Regions from separate parts of the Mus musculus genome. Here region 1 is linked to region 2. A link is a contact called in public Hi-C data. All regions are on one chromosome and are shown on one strand. The core of a region is the stretch at or near the end of the contact, and the rest is flanking DNA. Distances in the headings are between cores, read along the strand shown. Region 1 overlaps Gm46659 (a long non-coding RNA gene). Region 2 overlaps Asah2 (N-acylsphingosine amidohydrolase 2).

Region 1 (2,700 bases), core at 79-2,578, 470 kb before region 2:
TTTAAAAATGGCACATTTGTGTTCTGTGTCCCATGAAAAGGAATCGGGGCAACTGCAGGCCTCAGAAAACAGAAACATAGAGCCTATCCTAGTGCGTCCTGTTCTTCTGGTACCTCGTGACACAATCGGTCAGCTTTTAGTACAGTGCGGTCAACAAACCCATATGCACACAGCACTGTCCTCCCTCAAGCACACGCCTCGGGCACAATCCCCATCATGGAGGACGGACAGGTCCATGCACAGGGCACTGTCCTGCCTCAAGCACATACCTTGGACACAGGGTGGATGGACAGGTCCATGCACAGGGTACTGTCCTGTCTCAAGCACACGCCTTGGACACAGGGTGGATGGACAGGTCCATGCACAGGGCACTGTCCTGCCTCAAGCACATGCCTTGGACACAGGGTGGAGGACAGGTCCGTGTACAGGGGGGTACTGTCCTGCCTCAAGCACATGCCTTGGACACAGGGTGGACGGACAGGTCCGTGCACAGACACTGTCCACCTTCAAACACACGCCTTGGCGGCATTCTCTCTTGTGTTTAAGACTTTTTCTGAAATCTGGAAGTTAGCGTTAGGGTATGTTTAAAGATGTTTACACCTTTGAAGATAACAGACAACCAACGAGGAAACAGACTCACAGAGTGAGCAGCCCAGGCCTCCTGTCCATGGGCAATTCTACACAGCCCTAGAAGAGGCACTGTTGAGAGTCCGGCTCATTCACAGTGGCAACCAACTCAGCTAACCTCCACACACCCCTTTCCCCATTTCCTCCTTCCAGTTTCTCAATTGTGATCTTTTTTGATTACCTTAAAATAAAATTTCTGCCCACAACTCGTTTCTGAATCACTTTAGACAGTGATGAGAAAATGATGGGAATAGGGCACAGAGCCCAGATGAATGGGGTTAGTGTCCTTATAGAAAAGATCCACAGGAGATGCCTTGTCCTTCTGCCGTGTGCTACTGGAGGAGAAAGACAGTTACGAGGAAGGAGATGGTACCAGTCACCCGATCTGTGCGTGTCTGGATCTTAGACTTCTCAGCCCTTCGGAAATTTGAGAATTAAGTGTCTAATGTTTGTAGGCCACCTAGTGGATGTTATTTGTATTGCAGTGGCCCAGATAGACAAGAAGACAGGTAAGGTGTTGGTTATAATTAAGCTTCCAGTTTCCTCAGATCATCCTTAAAGACACCTGTGTGTTCCTTGCAGCTGTGAGCCTGCTCTTGTCACTGGTAGAGGGGAAACAAAGCCAGCACTGCCACAGGCATCCTGAGGGACTTATGTCTTACTAACTTCCACTCAGATGAGTCAGATGATTGCATCACAGAGGAGAAATTTAGCACGAGTCAGAGTAAAGCAAAGTTAGGGAGTTTTATGAAGTAGAAATAAGTAATGGCATGTGGTGCAGTTATAAGAACGGGCATTTGTCTCCCAGGGAGAAAGTAATGGGAGCCTAGAAAGGGGTGGGAGAGCCTGAAGAAGAAAAAAAAGACATCTGTGTAGACCTCTCAAAAGGGAGTCGTGCTTACGTGTCTACAGTATGTGTGTGTGTGTATAAACATTAAGTTGAAAATTCAAAGTTCAACAATAAAGTAAAAATGTGTGATCTAGTTTACTTTAATGAAATCACAAGGTGGTTTTTATGAGGCCTATTGCTTAGATTTGGGGGCAGAAGGGTGCTAATATAGTTAAAGTCCAGGTCACAGATGCACTGGCTTGAAGTCGGCATAGTGCACTTATTTTATTGTTGATGCTCATGTGTGAGATGTCTACAGGAAAATGAGCATCACACCTGTAGGTCATCCTGGTTTTATCCGTTGTGTTGAACCCTCTTGTGTTCAGCAGGAAACACAAGCGAGATGCTAGGGTAAGAGACTTCCTTGACTTCTCATGCCTCAACCTCTCCTTTCTATTCTGTCTCATTCCTACTCTCTGGCCAGCCAGTGTTGGAGCTCCCTCTTTTCTATAGGCCCAATAGAATATGGCCAGAGAATACTAGCCCAAACTGGGAAAAAATGAAAAGTTACTTAAATTTCGCTTGTCACCTAAAATTAGTATGTATATGCTATATGACGTACCACTTGTTAAGTCTATTAATTAAGTATATATCTCAGAGATAAAGCTTTGACTAGCATGCAAAAGTCAATGAGTTCAATACAAAATGTTATACAACCTTAAGCTGTATAAACACTGAATTTTGATAGTATGTTTAAACGTAGAGAATATGAGGCATGTATTCCACTTATGCAAATATATAAAAATGTTTTCTTACCTGACAAACACAGAAGAAAGTCAGAACAGTCAAGACACACAGGCGATCTTTCTGAAAGCATCCCAAGAATTGTAGCCTCTTCTCTAAGTTTGGCCTATGGGTGCACACTTGCAGTTGATAAGGTCCATACAGTGAGCTCTTACCAGCTGTTCTGGAAATGCTAGAAGTCTCTCCGAGCCAAGTCATGCACACAAACATAAAGTACTGATATGTTTTCATATAGGGCTCAATCTAGGTATAGACACATTTAAGTGGCCAGGAGTACCTTGTCTGTTTGTAGGTTACACATTAAAGTTAAGTACAAAGTTCAGAGTCATCACCCTAAAAGTAAAATCCTCCCTCATCAATCTCAGGCTTTCTAACCAAGTACAGCCTGAACTCATTCTGAAGGGCACTCCGGAAGCACAAGGGCATTGATCGATGTTGGT
Region 2 (2,898 bases), core at 24-2,523:
TTTTTTGGCCCTGGCGTTCCCCTGTACTGGGGCATATAAAGTTTGTGTGTCCAATGGGCCTCTCTTTCCAGTGATGGCTGATTAGGCCATCTTTTGATACACATGTAGCTAGAGTCAAGAGCTCCGGGGTACTGGTTAGTTCATAAAGTTGTTCCATCTATAGGGTTGCAGGTCCCTTTAGCTCCTTGGGTACTTTCTCTAGCTCCTCCATTGGGAGCCCTGTGATCCATCCAATAGCTGACTGTGAGCATCCACTTCTGTGTTTGCTAGGCCCCAGCATAGTCTCTCAAGAGACAGCTATATCTGGGTTCTTTCAGCAAAATCTTGCTAGTGTATGCAATGGTGTCAGCGTTTGGAAGCTGATTATGGGGTGGATCCCTAGATATGGCAGTCTCTAGATGGTTCATCCTTTTGTCACAGCTCTTATCTCCTTCCCACTCATGCCCATGGTGCCCCTCCCTGAAGGTCCTTTCCTATGCTTGTGTGTTTTTTGTTGTTGTTGTTTGATGTCCCACTGAGTTTAATTAGCACCATCTATGTGATCATGGATATAGAATTAGACAACAGATCCTGTTGGACACGCCAGTGGGTATATATCTGAAGATAAAGACTGATCATCACCCAGTCAATAAATAAATAGCCACTGGTTTAGAAGGAATGCGTGGGCCCTGTGAGAACCCACCCATTTCTCAATTGACAGTTGGCAGGTCCAGTCTTGTGCAGGTCCAGTGCGGCTCACAAGTCCACATTGCAATGGCTATGTCATACCCTGAAAATAGCATTCCACAGTCTCTTCCCTATCTTCTGGCTCTTACATTCTTTCTACCACTCCTTCTGCAATATTACATGAACCTTCCTGGGAAAGGTATAAATATCCTCTTTACAGCTAAGAACTCAGCTGTTTCTTTTTTTGTTTGTTTGTTTTTTGTTTTTGTTTTGTTTGTTTGTTTTGTTTTATTTTGTTTTGTTGTTTTTGTTTTTGTCTCAGCACCTTGAGCAGCCAAGACTTTGCCATACACCAGTCATTGTATAGAGAGGCTTCTCTGATTAAAACTAAGAGAAGCACTTGTCTATGCTTACTTACATCAGTGTTCTTGAAAGCAGTTTGACACACTGTCAATCTCGATGGTAGGCATGAACATTTTGGGGGAAGAGGATCCAGGTCTGTATAAAATGAAGAAAGAGAGGGGTTGAAGCGAAGATACAGCAGTGAGGAGTGTGCACTTCTCTTCTAGGGGCCATGAGTTTGGTTTCCAGCACCCATGACTGGTGACTCACAGCCACTTATAACTCCAGTTCCAGAGGAACTGAAGGCATCTAGCCTCTGTAGGCACCTACTCACATGCAGAGGGACAGACAAATAGACAGGCAGACAGGTAGGCAGACACACACACACACACACACACACACACACACACACTCACAATTAAAAATGAAATAAATCTTTAAGGAACCTCAGAGTGAATTGTGAGCCAGAGCAGGCTCTTTCTCCCTAAGGCTGTTTCTGTCCCATTATTTTATCATAGGAATAGGAAAAGAAACTAAGATAGCTATACAGTTGGCAAAGATTTGTTGCATCCTGTAAATGCCTCTTTACTCTGTGGATGGTTTTCTTTGCTGTACAGAAGAAACTTTCTAATTTCCTGCAATCTCATTTGTTAGTTTTGGGATTATTTCCTGTGCTGTTGGAGGTCTTTTGAGGCTGCCTTTTCTCCAGTTAATATGTTGACACCTTTGTCAATGATTGGGTGACTCTAGTTGTGTGTGTTTACTTCTGATTCCTCTGTGGTCTATGTGTCTATTTTAAGACAGGGCTCTCTCTGCAATATAAGTTGAAGCCATTTTCACGTGTTGTCACATTGAAAATTATAGCTCTGGATCTTAATTTGTTAGAATCTGCCTGTCTTAGTCAGGGTTTCTATTCCTGCACAAACATCATGACCAAGAAGCAAGCTTACATTTCTACATTGCTGTTCATCACTGAAAGAAGTCAGGACTGGAACTCAAGCAGGTCAGGAAGCAGGAGCTGATGCAGAGGCCATGGAGGGATGTTCTTTACTGGCTTGCTTCCCCTGGCTTGCTCAGCCTGCTCTCTTATAGAACCAAGACTACCAGCCCAGAGATGGCACCACCCACAAGGGGCCTTTCCCCCTTGATCACTAATTGAGAAAATGCCTTACAGCTGGATCTCATGGAGGCATTTCCTCAACTGAAGCTCCTTTCTCTGTGATAACTCCAGCTGTGTCAAGTTGACACAAAACTAGCCAGTATACTGCCAAAGTCAAATTCTTTGGATCTAATTCTTAACAAACTTAGAGGGAATCGCTTAATGAAATAGTGTGGAATGTGTACAGCATCTAGGGTGTTGGAACATAGCGCAGACAGTGCTTCCAATCTGAATAGAGAGGCTTAATCTAGACTTAATTCAATGCCGTTTTTATTTCCAGGGAGAAGTGGTTGAAGTTATATTTGTAGGCGCTAACCCAAAGAATTCAGCAGAGAACCAGGTGAGCATCGCTGTCTTCCACGTTTATACCAAGTTTCCCTTCATTTTACAGGAGACATCGCACATCCAAACATATATCAGGTTTTTTTTCTTTTTCTTTATTTGTGGAGGTGGGAAAATGTTCAGTGGGTACAGCTAGGGTGGAATTGGATGTAGAGATCAGAGCCCATGAAGATTTAATCAACTTCTTCTAGTGCCACATATAGAATAACTCCTCCATGACTACACTGCTTCCCCAGAAGTTATAAATTCAGAGACATTCTCATTTACATATTTAAATTTAGAACTTACTAAGTTTGTTAACTTATTGAAAGGGCCAAAAAAAAAAAAAAAAGGACATGGTTTCCCTGCCTTTTGGGGGACTTTCTAACCCCTCCAGCATTGCTCCCCAA

What was found. Hi-C and Micro-C count contacts between places; a contact is called where the count stands out from the background.
Region 1: a Hi-C map of bone marrow-derived macrophages shows a contact between it and region 2, with 15 read pairs. A contact is called at or near these places in 3 of 39 promoter capture datasets (cranial neural crest, liver and maxillary cranial neural crest), 2 of 484 Hi-C or Micro-C datasets (bone marrow-derived macrophages and embryonic stem cells) and 1 of 130 datasets of targeted methods (the NIH/3T3 cell line).

Annotation. Positions count from the first base shown.
Region 1 is chr19:32,468,734-32,471,433 of GRCm38.p6, reverse strand. It overlaps Gm46659 (a long non-coding RNA gene), which reads left to right. Exons shown (of 2, transcript XR_003952896.1): 2 at 1-833. Among named protein-coding and RNA genes, the nearest start is that of Gm46659, 7.1 kb to the left of the region's middle.
Region 2 is chr19:31,994,951-31,997,848 of GRCm38.p6, reverse strand. It overlaps Asah2 (N-acylsphingosine amidohydrolase 2), which reads left to right. Exons shown (of 24, transcript NM_018830.1): 22 at 2,448-2,507. Among named protein-coding and RNA genes, the nearest start is that of Asah2, 110 kb to the left of the region's middle.